Linked DNA regions of Mus musculus: region 1 is linked to region 2. The links are chromatin contacts, called in public Hi-C maps. All regions are on one chromosome and are shown on one strand. The core of a region is the stretch at or near the end of the contact, and the rest is flanking DNA. Distances in the headings are between cores, read along the strand shown.

Evidence for each region. Hi-C and Micro-C count contacts between places; a contact is called where the count stands out from the background.
Region 1: a Hi-C map of B cells shows a contact between it and region 2, with 7 read pairs. The contact joins the promoter of 9530077C05Rik here to the promoter of Fdx2 in region 2. A contact is called at or near these places in 1 of 39 promoter capture datasets (pre-B cells) and 1 of 484 Hi-C or Micro-C datasets (B cells).

The regions. Positions count from the first base shown.
Region 1 is chr9:22,407,177-22,413,639 of GRCm38.p6, forward strand. 9530077C05Rik (RIKEN cDNA 9530077C05 gene) reads left to right here and starts at 4,371. Exons shown (of 7, transcript NM_026739.3): 1 at 4,371-4,573. The coding sequence starts at 4,549.
Region 2 is chr9:21,071,071-21,077,899 of GRCm38.p6, forward strand. It overlaps Fdx2 (ferredoxin 2), which reads right to left and starts at 2,461. Exons shown (of 5, transcript NM_001039824.3): 1 at 2,319-2,461; 2 at 2,194-2,248; 3 at 2,005-2,111. The coding sequence starts at 2,436. Raver1 (ribonucleoprotein, PTB-binding 1) reads right to left here. Exons shown (of 13, transcript NM_027911.4): 10 at 5,497-5,571; 11 at 4,894-5,037; 12 at 4,515-4,598; 13 at 3,088-4,426. The coding sequence ends at 4,280. Gm38431 (predicted gene, 38431) reads right to left here. Exons shown (of 17, transcript NR_038081.2): 10 at 5,497-5,571; 11 at 4,894-5,037; 12 at 4,515-4,598; 13 at 4,221-4,426; 14 at 2,194-2,248; 15 at 2,005-2,111. It overlaps Mir7082 (microRNA 7082), which reads right to left and starts at 4,518; the gene lies at 4,427-4,518.

The sequences.
Region 1 (6,463 bases), core at 3,121-5,620, 1.3 Mb after region 2:
TTTGAGCTTTAGTAAAGTTTCTTTTATGAATGTGGGTGCCCTTGCATTTGGAGCATAAATGTTCAGAATTGCGAGTTCTTCTTGGTAGATTTTTCCTTTGATGAGTATGAAGTGTCCTTCTTTATGCTTTTTGATAACTTTTGGTTGAAAGTTGATTTTTAAAAAAGATTTATTTATTATTATATCTAAGTACACTGTAGCTGTCTTCAGACACACCAGAAGAGGGCATCAGATCTCATTACGGATGGTTGTGAGCCACCATGTGGTTGATGGGATTTGAACTCAGGATCTTTGTAAGAGCAGTCGATGCTCTTAACCACTGAGCCATGTCTCCAGCCCCTGAAAGTTGATTTTATTCGATATTAGAATGGCTACTCCAGCTTGTTCCTTGGGACCATTTGCTTGGAAAATTGTTTTCCAACCCTTTATTCTGATCTGAGGTGGTGTCTGTCTTTGTCACTGAGGTGCATTTCCAGTATGCAGCAAAATGCTGGGTCCTGTTTATGTATCCAGTCTGTTAGTTTATGTTGAATTGAGTCCATTGATGTTAAGATATTAAGGAAAAGTGATTGTTACTTCCTGTTATTTTTGTTGTTAGAGGTGGAATTATGTTTGTGTGGCTATCTTCTTTTAGTTTGTTTTTTTTTTCAATTTTTTTTTTAAGATTTATTTATTATTATATGTAAGTACACTGTAGCTGTCTTCAGACACTCCAGAAGAGGGCGCCAGATCTTGTTACGGATGGTTATGAGCCACCATGTGGTTGCTGGGATTTGAACTCTGGACCTTCGGAAGAGCAGTCGGGTGCTCTTACCCACTGAGCCATCTCACCAGCCCCTTCTTTTAGGTTTGTTGAAAGATTACTTTTCTTGCTTTTTTTTTCTTTGCTTTTTCCTAGGGTGTAGTTTCCCTCCTTGTGTTAGTGTTTTCCATCTATTATACTTTGTAGGGCTGGATTTATGGAAATATATTATGTAAATTTGAGTTTTTCATGGAATGTCTTGTTTTCTCTGTCTATGGTAATTGAGAGTTTTGCCGGGTATAGTAGCCTGGGGCTGGCATTTGTGTTCTCTTACAAGTCTGTATGACATCTGCCCAGGATCTTCTAGCTTTCATAGTCTCTGGTAAGAAGTCTCGTTTAATTCTGATAGGTTTCCCTTTATATGTTACTTGACCTTTTCCCTTTACTGCTTTTTAATATTCTTTCTTTGTTTAGTGCATTTGGTGTTTTATTATGTGACAGAAAGAATTTCTTTTCTGGTCCAGTCTATTTGGAGTTCTGTAGGCTTCTTGTATGTTCATGGGCATCTTTTTTTTAGGCTAGGGAGCCACCATGTGGTCGCTGGGAGTTGAACTCAGGATCCCTGGAAGAGCAGTCAGTGCTTTTAACTGCTGAGCCATCTCTCCAGCCCCAGATACCGTTCTTATCTGTCGAGGCTTTAGGTTTAATCTCTATAGCCTTAAAGGAAACAAAACAAAACAAAACAAAACATTGCTTGTCCTATGAATGGGTACACAAAATAGGGATGAAATCCAGTAAACCATAGGTCAAAAAACGCTGAAAAAATGCTAAGGGAAAATAAAGCTGAGAAAGGGCATATGGAATACGAAAAGGAACTTTAAGTAGTGTAGTTTTCAGAAGAGTGACATTTGGAAGTGAGGAAGGTGTTCTGTAGACAATCAGGAAGAAGAGTATTCCAAGCAGGAAGACTTACAGATAACAAAGGACGTGTGGTAAAACAGTACGTAGTGCATCTCTAGAACAGTGAGAGCATAGTAGGAGATGACATCAAAGAGCTGAGCAGAGCTAAGTCATAAAGAACCTCCCGGGTAGCTCATGAGCAGGGTGGCATGATCCCGTGGCAGCAAGATCCCTCTGGCCACTGGGTTTTGAAAACAGATTTGAGTCATGGTGAGACTACAGGATCATCCAGGACTCAGCTTCAGAAACTGAGGGTTGAGACGCCAGATGGGGTCATGTAACTGAATGTGGGGGTTGGGAAAATTTCTGTCAACAGTAAAACATTTCAGGCCAAAACACTGATTCCGAATCAAATGTATTGAATCCCTCTGGAGCATTTTGGGCAGTACTCACCGGCACTGCAGCAAGTGATGTCACTGCAGCTTTGGCTCTGAACACAAAATATGTATTTTCTATTGTATATGGTGTCACCCATCAACACTAGTGAAAGTGAATGCTACCTGAAACACCTGAGCTTGAATTCTACACGATTTGATGTTAAGAGTGGCAGTGCTTATATAAGGTTTTCTGCTCTTATGGAAACATAACGTGATGGATTAATTATGGAGACAAAGGCTTTTAGTATTTTTCCACCGCCACTCCCCGGCACGTAAGTACCTAATATATCTTATGAGTGTACTGGTTTAGAATGTTTTGCTTTAAACGTTGGCATTTGAAGGGCTGAGGGCTGGCTCAGTAGTTAAAGGCACTTGCTGCTCTTGCAGAGGACCTGGGTTCATTTTGCAGCGCCCACGCAGTGCCTCACAGCTATCCATAATCCCAGTTTTGAGGACTCTGACGCCCTCTTCTGGCCTCTATGGGCACTAGGCACACACATGGAACACATGAAAGGAAACACTCTACCCACAAATAATTTTTTAAAGACCACATTAAATTTTTAAAATAATCTTTAAGAACAATTTTTTAAAAGCTGTGTGAGGTTGTATACTCCTGTAATCCCAGCACTTAAGTGGCTGAGGAGAGAGGAGGGTCAGGAGTTCAAAGTTCTCCTCAGCTGTGTAGTGAGTACTAGGTCAGCCTACATGAAGCTTGTGTCCCTGCCAAAGGATGTGCTGATTCCAGTTTTCTTTCTTGATTGAAATGAACCTTGTCTTGGGATTAGGACAGAATTTCCAACATTCTGAAAATCACTAAGCATACTTCTGTGAGTTTATCCTGTGAGCTTATGTAAAATGGTACTCTCAGCATTGACAACTATAAAAGTGAAAGAGAAAAATCACCTCTGAAAAATGTGGAAGATGCAGGCTGGTGAGATGGCTCAGCAGTAAAGGCACCTACCACCAAGCTGACGACCTGAGTTCCATTCCCAGAACCCATTTGGTGGAAGGAGAGAACTGACTCCTGCAAGTTGTCCTCTGACCTCCACACATAAATCAAGGCATACAAGTGCTTACACACACACACACACACACACACACACACACACGCACAGAACTGTGTTGAAGATACTCTGTGCCCTGCATTATTAAATATTCAGCTGAGATTATTTATGTAAAAATAAACAAGCACATCCATCTCAGTGTGAAATTAGCTTTCATATTCTAAAATGGTAAAATTCTATATATACAAATAATAGATTTAAAGTAAATTTATGATTTAATTATTCACTATCAACTTCTCCCTCTCAAAACCCCTTTATGCAACCTCAGATATATACATAATATAATATAGATATAATATAGGGTGGCTTCAAGCTTATAGAGGAATTGGAACATCTTGATCCTCCTGCTTCTACCTCCTGAATGCTGGAATTAGAGATGTGTACCACCAGGCCAGGTTTGTATAGTACTGGGGATTAAATTCAGGGGTCTCTGAATGCTAAAGAGAGCCCTTCACCATCTGAGCTACACCCACAGTCTGTTTCCTTTTTCAATTCAGTTTAAAAAAAATTGTGTGTATTTCATGAGTGTTTGCGAGTATGGGCCTGGGGAGAGCCAGAGGGATGGGGTGCTCTCGAAGTGGAGTTACATGTAGTTGTGAGCTGCCATGAGGAAACAAACCCAAGTCCTCTGTAAAGTAGTCAGTGTTCTTAACTGCTGAGCCATTTCTCCAGATCTCCTTTTTAAATTAAATATTGCATTTATTTATTTTATTCTTTTTTTTTTTTTAGACATTCTTGTATAGTCAAGATGGTCTCAAAATTCACTATATAGCAATGATGGTCTTGAACCCCTGATCATCTTTGCTGCACATCTCAAGTGTTTGGATAACAGGAGTGTGCCACCATACCTGGCCATTTTTTTCTTCTAAAATCGCCCTATTTATTTCATACCATGTAAATTAGCTGGAAGGTCAGGGGTCTGAATTTGCTCTGGTCAACTAAAACTCAGAATTATTACACCATTTCTATTTCCCTCTACCATCATGAAATGAAGCCCTTTGAGCCTCATACAGATCCCGACCTCCCCACACAAACACCCCAGCCTCTGCGGACCAGCTCCTTGCACGGGTCCGCGTTGTGCACGCTGGGAGTTGTAGTTCGCTTCCCTTCTCTCCCTACGAGCAGGGTGTCAGTCGCAGGAGCGCCTCCAGCGGCGAGCATGTTTGGTGGCGTGGAGTGCGGGAAGAAGGCAGGATCGTCTCCTAGCAACGGGGTTGCAGCGACGTCACCGTGGCGGGTTCTTAGCTCTGAGACTAGGTGGAACCGCCAGAGCGCTTTCCAGCCTCTGGGTAAGACGTGGTCCTCCACCTTGCGCTGCCAGTCCTGCCCCATCTGGTCTCGAGCTGCCTTACGGGAGTTTTCGTCGGTGCGGCCCGCCGGCCTTGGCCTTGGCCTTGGCGGGACGATGCTGGAGTCTATTCGCGTAACGGGTGAGTGTAGGCACTGCTGGCCCAAGTGGCGCGGCTGCAGCGGGTGGAGACCGTTGGGTCTGGGACTCGGAAGACCAGGTGCAGTCGCACAGCCCTAGCCCAGCAGAGGTGAGGGGCAAGAGCTGTGCAATCTAGAGAGTGTAGAGTCCAATACGATTCCAGAGCATTTTAGGTGTGTAGTAAGGTGTTATATTTTCTAGAATGTTCAGAAAAAAAAAAAATCAGCTGTGAAAACACATCTCTACATTTCAGTGTATGTTGTGTATTTTTGTTTGCATTTATTAGCAAACATTTTGAATTGATGTTATTAATAAGAGCAGGTGTTTAGATCCAAGGTTGGAAAGTTTGTCTTTCATTTTTGAATAGATATGCATATTAGCCCTATTTAAATCTTTAATAATATTAAACAGTTCCAGAGTCATTTTCCTAGCATTTGATTCTGCATGAAAACATTTCTGCAGGACAGATACCAAAACAACGGAATAAAGGGAAATAGCTAATTCCCACAGTAGAGTCAAAAATAAGCCTAGAACTTTTAGCTTCAGGCTATTGCAGTACCCAGTAGACCAATTTTCCAAATTAGTTGTTTTGAACCCCTGACCCTCCTGCCTCAGTCTCCCCAGTGCTAAGATATGGACATCAATAGCTAAAACCATTCTTTAAGTTAGCATACAAAGTAAGAGGTTTCATTATGGTACTTTGAAACTCCTTTCATTATATGTTATTGCAGAACTTTTTAAACTGAAAAACTAAATTATTTTTAAGTGAAACTACTTTCTCATCTTAATTTTTTTACACTGTTTGCTGTTCAGTGTTATAAAACACAGAACCTACTGTTGTGCGATTGCGATAACCTACAGACTATTCCACTGTTATGTTGACAGGAGACATGCAGTTATAAAAGCCAAGATCTTAGAGGCCACTTAAATTGGCATTAGGCTTTTTAAAATTGTGATTTGATGTAGATATAACTCTTTCACCTTAAAACACATTATCAGAGGCAGACGCAGGTGAGCTTAGTCAGCCTGGTCTACAGAAGTTCCAGACCAGCCACTGATACCCTGTCTCTAAAAACAAACAAACAAAACTCCCAAAACAATACAATGTCAAAACGTTGCTTTAAAACATCAAGCCTGGCAGAAGAGTGGCAAATATGAGGATGACTCAGTGGTCCGTGTGCATGCAGCTGCGTAGTCGGGCTGATGGGATACTTGCTTACTAGAGACCAGGATCGAACAGGAGATGCCAGAAAGAAATGCATTCTTATGTACACTAACAAAGGTAATGAAAACTTCCGGTCCGTTTTATGATATAGAACAAGGCCTCTCAGCCACAGCAGTTTAATATTGAAGGAGTTAATTCTTTATTGTGAGCGACTGTTTTAACACACAGAGAATTGTGACAACCAAAAATGCCCTGTGGGTGGCAAAATACTCTCCCTATCATCCAGTTAAAATCATTGCCTGCAAGACAATAGATTCTGTTGCCACGTGAGTCACTGGGTTTAGAAACTACACCAATTAAAATTATTTTCCCCCAAACTGAAAGTCATTGTGGTGAGAGAATGATTAAAATATTAGTATGGCATATGATTAAAATATAGTATTAGGAAACAGATATGTTGAGAGTCTGCAGTACAGACTGTATTCCTATAGAGCCAGGGGTTTGCAGATGGATTCTTTTTAAACTGAACACCTACTCTTGTTAAATCAGTTCTTTCACCAGAATTTAATGGACTACAAGTGGCAGACCTTCGTGGTCGTGCATTTTCTGATGTAGGTAACTTGGCAGTGAAACACTAGCATTAGGGAAACTTGTTTCTGGTATTTTTAAACATTCACCATTGTTACAAAGCGATTATTAGTATTAGTATTGTTAATTTATTATATA
Region 2 (6,829 bases), core at 1,211-3,710:
TCCCAAGTGCTGCACCACTAACCCAGCACCGACCCTTCCAACTGTCTGCCAATGACAACCTGTCTTTACTCTTGGGCTTAGAGTTCCTGTTAGGCTCAGAACGGCATGCTATGACAAAAGACTGTCACTTTGGTATACACAGTACATAGTATTCACACAAAGACTCTTGTCATTTGGGGGAGGTGGCAGGTTTTTTTCATAACTTGTCATAATTTTTGAGACAGGGACTCTTGCTAAGTTACCCAGGCTGGGTATGAATATAAACAGGGTCTTGTTATTAGTCGATGGTTGCCCTGAAATGTTCTGACTGGGTTAAGGGGTCACTGCAAGCCCAGTGACCTGAGTTCAATCCCTAGGAAAACAATATGGAAGGGGTGAACCAGCTCCCTCAGGCCATCCTCTGACCTCTACGGCGAGGCATAAGCATGCACACACACATGCACGTGCACACACACATGTACACGCACACGTGCATGCATGCACACACACACACACACACACACACACACACACACACACACACACATACACGCTAAATAAATACAATACAGAAAACACTCAAGGGTGATACTCAAGGGAGGCATGAGAGGACGAAATGCCCCATGTCTGAATCATGTTTTGCCATGTGACTCTTGCTTCTGGACCCTGCCTACCATAATATGGTGTACAGCTCCCTGCTCTGCAAGGTGGAACTACTGCCCCCTTTACTCCTAAAGCTGTCCCAAGGAATTAGCACTCAACATACACTGATCTCAGACCTGCTTACATGGAGGGCCTTGGGAGGCCAAGGTGTGAAAGAGGCTGTGGGAGAAATGTCAGAAAGCAAATGAAAGCCAGGCTCTATGAGGCCACTAAATACAGACAGACATGGGCACGGGAGGCTTAAGCTGGGTGAAAGGATGCCAGGCTGTCAAGTCTGAAGAATGAGGAGCCAAGTCATCTGCTGGGAAATCACCTCTCACATTATAAGCACAGAGGTGCTAGGACAGGACTGAGCTGTGATGCCTGAAAAACAGCAAGAGAGTGGTGAGGGACAGCACTGTGCATCTGTGATCCCGCTTCAGTTCCACCTCTCCCCAAAAGGTAGTCAGCGGCAGCACTAGAGAATGGGGGGTCAACATGGAGAATCCACAATTTCCAAGAGAGCACAGATTCTAGCAGCTCAGTAAGGGCTGCTCCAAAACCTAGTTTTATTTTAGTGTTAATTTAAAGAAAGATTTTTAAGTGTTTCCATGTGTCTCTGTGTGGGTTGTGCATGTGAGTAGGTGCCATGGAGGTGAGGTAGTGTGCCCGGCACTACTGGTACAGAAGGCTGTGAATTGCCTGGCACAGAGCTGGTGGTAGGAAGAGAACACAGGTCTTCTCACAAGCCGTCTGCAGTCTTCAGCACTGGCGACCTTTCCAGTTTCATTATTGCCATCTTACTGGCGTTAGCGCAAAGGTGGTAAAACAGTAGAGACAACCTGTATTCTCAGAACTGAGAAAGCTAAGGCAGTATGATCAGCCAGCAGGTTTAAGGGTAAGTCAGAGACTCTGTCTTAACCATTTTGGCACTAAAGAGGTGGAGGCAGGGGCATCACTATTGTGAGTTTGAGCCTAGCCTGGTTATATAGCTGATTTCAGAACAGCCTGAATAACATGGACTCCATCTCAGTTCTTCCCATCCCACCTATTTGGTGATATGGTAGGCAGCACATGCCTGTAGTCTCAGGACTCAGGAAGTGGAGGCAGTAGGTTCACTGCAATGAGTTGGAGGCTAGCCGGGATTACATACTTAAGTTCCTGGACAGCCTGATTCACAGAGTGAGATCGGACCCACCCATACACCACCTAAACAAAAGTATTGGATTGTGGTAGTGCACACCAGGTCCCAGGAGGGTCAGCAGTTCAAAGTCATCCTCTGATACATAGTAAGTTCGAGGCGAGCCTGAGCTATAGGAAACCTCTCAAAATTACAAAAAGGTATAAGAATGCCAAGGATCTCCCTAGTTTCATATGACCTACCTTCCAGGTCCACCCCGTGGCGCTGGGCCAGGTATAGAACATTGTCCCCGACTTTGCCCCTCACCGGGATCCGCTTGCCAGAGCGGTCCACGAACACCACGTTGACCCTGGGGACAAACAGGGTGCAGGTGCTGAGCCGGAGGCAGGGAGTGGCAGGGAGGGGCAGGGCGTGGCACGAGGGGCACTCACACGTCCCGGGGCAGCTCCGGGCTGTCCGCCGCCTCCTCGCCAGCACGCCGCTCGCCTGGAAACACACGAGTGGGTGAGCGGCTGCGGCCTCGCTGCACGCCGCGGCTCGGCCCAGCCCTATGTACCTGTAGTCCCGAACGTCCTAGATGTTACCGCCGCGTGCCCGGCCCTGGGTCCCCAAGATCCCCCGGCCGCCCGTAACAGGACCCGGGCGCTCACGCCCCGGGCCATGGAGGCGGCCATGATAGGCCACGTGACCGGAAGACCTAGCATGCTCTGCGCGTCCTCAGCGACAGTAAACGCAGCGTTTGGGCGCCGTGTGAGGTCAAAGGTGATGCACTGGGATCTAGCTGGACTTCCGGCCTCGCCCTGTGGTTGGATATTTCTTCCCTTAGGTCGTACTGTATGTGTTCTGCTTATATGTACGTATGTGCACCAAGTGGGTGCCTATGGAGCCCAGAAGAGTTGATGGGTAGTGTGGGGCTGGGAACTAAAACTACGTTCGGCAATTGGGACCAACCTCTGAGTTCTCTAATTTTTAGACAGGATCCCCTAGTCTGGCCTTGATCTCCGAATTCCTTTGCTGGAATTACCGGTTATGTGCAACCAGTATTTAAATTTTGTTTGAGACAGAATCTCTATAGACTGAGAAATTCTTAAGTCTCTAAGCAATTCATATAGACCAGGCTGGCCTCCAAGCCCAACTTAAATTTTTAGGGATTGTGTGTATGAGCCCATCCGTGACATGTGTGTAGGTCAGTGGTCAATCTGCGGGAGTCAGTTCTCTCCTTCCACCATTTGGGGCAGAGGGATAAAACTCAGGCTGTCTGTGTTACCAGAATTCTGAGCTAGTTTGCTGGCCCATGGTTTATATCAAGAACCAGCCAGCTCTGATTTTTTTTTTAAAACCGTTTACTTACAAACTTTAATTCAGCAAAGGTCTATGCAGGGGGTGGGGGTGGGGTGAGGGGGTGAGATACACCCACTGGAGTGGGTTTGGGTTATCATGTTTGGGGAGGGAGGCTGGTGGTGGCTCAGCTGGCTAAGGGCAGAGCCCCTAGGTCCCCCTCACATGGACAGAGAGGAGGCCTGCTCCAGTGATCCAGCCTGGGGATGGTAATGACCTGGGTTTGAAAGAACATGGTAGAGGCCCAGTGGCCTGGGTACAATGGTCACCTTTCACAGACAGCAGGGGAGACTGTTGAAGCCAGCAGAAAATACTGGTCTCTGCATCCAGGCTTTGGGCAAAAGGGGTGGTTTGCCAAGATCAAGGCTTTAGCCTTCTGTCCACAGGGCAGACACCTGGAGAAAGGATGAACCCTAGGCCAGAGCTCTTTGGTCCTGAGCGGAGCTTTTGGAGCTCCGCATCTGTGAGGCTCTGACCCAGCAGGACCTGTGGCCCAACTTTAAGGCATCAGAAGGCAAGGATACTGGGGCAGGGGCTGGAGATCTTGGGGCTTAGGGTACTGGCCAGAATAGGCAGGCAGGGGCATGAGACAGCTATACCTGCAGCAGATGACTGGGAAGAGAATAGGGTTAAGCTGTTGGAACCTGCACATGTGGAATAGAGCCTGGGCAGGCCAGACCCTGAAGGAATCAATTTGGGGCTTTTCTGGACGGATGGGGGAGTAGATGTGATAATCATCCTGGTTGTTTTAAAAAATAATAAAAATTAGAAAAGGAAATAAAAGTCAATTGTCGAAGTTTAAAAACGGGGACTGTCTCTGATCCTCACAGGTCAGAGACACCTCCAAAGGCACTCAAGAGGCCAGAACACAGGAGTGACGAGGCAGGAGAGGAGGCCTGGAGCTAGGGAGGGAAAGAGAGCAGGTCAGGCCCCTCTCTCTTAAGGCTGCAGGGTTTGGCTCCAGGAGCAAGCCCACAGGTAATGGTGTGGCCCCAGATACCCCACATTCCTTGAGCTCCAGCTGGTTGGTCAGCAAAGTCTTTTGCAGAGATTTCTCTATTACCCAAAGAAAGGACATTAAAAAAAATAATAAAAATAAAATCCCAGAAAACACAAATACCAGAAAAAACCCAAAAGCAACTTGGTGCAGGCCCTTGGAGCATCTCTGGTGTCGACCCCTTAGAAAATCCTCTTCCGCTTCAGGTAGGAGTCCGCGTAGTGGCCGCCGAGGCCCTGGGAGTGCTGGCCCACGTAGCTGCCCTCTGGGCTGGGCTCAGGTGAGGGCAGCAGGTGGGAAAAACTGCGTTTCTGGCCACCCAGTGGGGTCTGGAGACAGACAGCAAGGGGGGCCAGGTCAGTGGCCTCCCAGAGCCAGGGTTGCCCAGCCCTGTGCCTCCCCTCCTCCTGCCCGTACCTTCAGCAGGTGACTGTGACCATTGGGCCCAGGGCCCAGGCCCAGGAGCCCTTCACTGGAGCCCATTGGAGAGGAACCAACAGCCTGGGGAGTCAAAGAGGTGGGGCAGGTCACCCTGAGGCCACCTAGCCTGCAACTCAGAACTGAGGCCTGGTGGTAATCCAGCTGTCTCTCATCTGTCTTCTGGGGCTAAGACCACCCACACCTTAGGCCAACTTGAGATGAGGGGAAGCTCAACAGTGGGAACCAGAGGGGCCAAAACCACTGCAGCATGAGCTGTCGCCGAGACCCCTTGGATGACAAGGCTACAGAGACATACAGACACACAGCCCGGCATTCCAATGGTCCTAGAGACCAGTCCCTTGTAGGGCAGACTCACCTTGTTCAGGTGGCTCTGCTTGAGGCCAGCCTGTAGGCCACTGGTGAAGTAGGAGGTGGGTGAGCCAGAGTAAAAATGAGAGAGGGGTCCCCCACTGCCTCCACCACTTCGGGGCTCATTGAAGCTGCTAGGTGGGGGGGACATCTGCAGAGAAAGGTTCAGCTGAGGAAAACCATGGCAGGAACCCTTGCCCACCATGATTCAGATTGTCCATGTTTATTTTCTGGGGACCTCTGGGACCCACAGCCATTGTAGCAAATTCAGACTGAACCACAAGAGGATAAGCTCTGAGTGGCTCAGGGAGACACCATGCTCTGAGCCAGTGACCTTCACTTCAACAGATGACTGACCACCTGTGTGAGCCATGGGGTGAGCCCCTGCTGAGCCCCCAGGGAACCACTTACTGCCCCATTGAAGGTGATAAGTAAATGCTTGCACCTAGAAGTTTGAGTTGGACAACATAGGAAGACTGCCACCAGTTTGTGGAGCTCAGTTAATAAGGGAAAGCACTTCTTGTTATACAGCTAGTGCTGACTGCATGTCCACTTTATTACATAGCCAATACTATATGCTGCAGAACACACAGGGTATCTAGGCTCTTACCTTGTGTCGGCTGGGGCCATGAGCCCCTAAGGTTGGTTCCCGAGGGTGGGAGAAGAGTCGTCTAGGTCCCACATCCTAAATTAAAGGGGTAGAAACATGGGAGAAGGGGGTTGGTATATGCCAACTTTATTCTGGGCCAGTTCTACACCAGTTAACACTACGGATTCATGACCCATACTTGGGCCTGCAGCAGCTTCAGTGGGATGGCCCAGTCGAAGCCAGAGCAGACGTGTGCTCTGTCCAAGGGACAGGTGTGCCTGGACCCCAGGAATGGATGCTGTGAAGTGACTGTGTATTGTGATCAAAATGGGAAGAGATGGACAGACAGGATGCTAAGCTCTTTCTCAAGGGAGAAGGTATGTCTTGGGAGTTGGGCAAAGCACCTTCCCAGCTAGGATGCATGAAGCCCTGGTGTCCATCCCCAGCACTATATGTGTGATATAGTGTGACCTGCCCCACCTCTTTGACTCCCCAGGCTGTTGGTTCCTCCCCAGTGGGCTCCAGTGTGGGTGTGATGGAGAAATCCTGAGATCTCAACACTCAGGTGGTAGAGACAGGTTAAGACATTCAGAGTCATCTCTGCTACATAGTGTAATAGCCTGGGCTACACGGAGTTCTTGTCAAAAAAAAAAAAAAAAAAAAAAAACCCAAAACCAAATAAAAAGCCAGCAGGGACTAAAATCTGAAAGAGACAAAGATGGACAGGAGACTCAGGGAAAGAAAAGGTATCAGCCACAAGCTCCTGTCTGCCCACTTGACACTAGAGAAAATACAGCCACCTTTATTAGAAGTCCCCGGACTCAGGAGTGTTTCTGACACCTGGGCTGCCCTGGATTTTGGAATACTCCATGGAGAGACATGGGGGTAGAGAGGTTGCCTAAGTTCAATGAGAAACACACTATATATTGAATGACACTTTTGTGCCTCTGTGTACCATGATGCCACTGAGGGGACAACTTGGGGAAGCAAGTCCCTCTACTGTGTGGGACCAGGAATAGTTTAGGTTTCCAGGCATGAAGACAAGCACCGCTGGCAGCTGGGGGAGCTCACCAGCCCACACCTTTATTTTAATTTTCTTTTGCTTTTGAGGGTCTCATGCAGCCTGGGCCAGTTTTGAACTTCTGATCCTCCCGGTTCCACCTCCTGTTGCTGGCACCACACCTAGCTGACAGTGTCAGCTGTGACTCAAAGGTCAGATGTAGTATCTCCCACCTGCATAGTCACACAGGGTCTCCTAAGACTTTTGGAAATTCAAGCTTGGATGAAGCGCTGGAACACCTGCCTCTTTCATGAATGTGTGTGCATATGTGTGTGAGACTGTATGTATAGATGT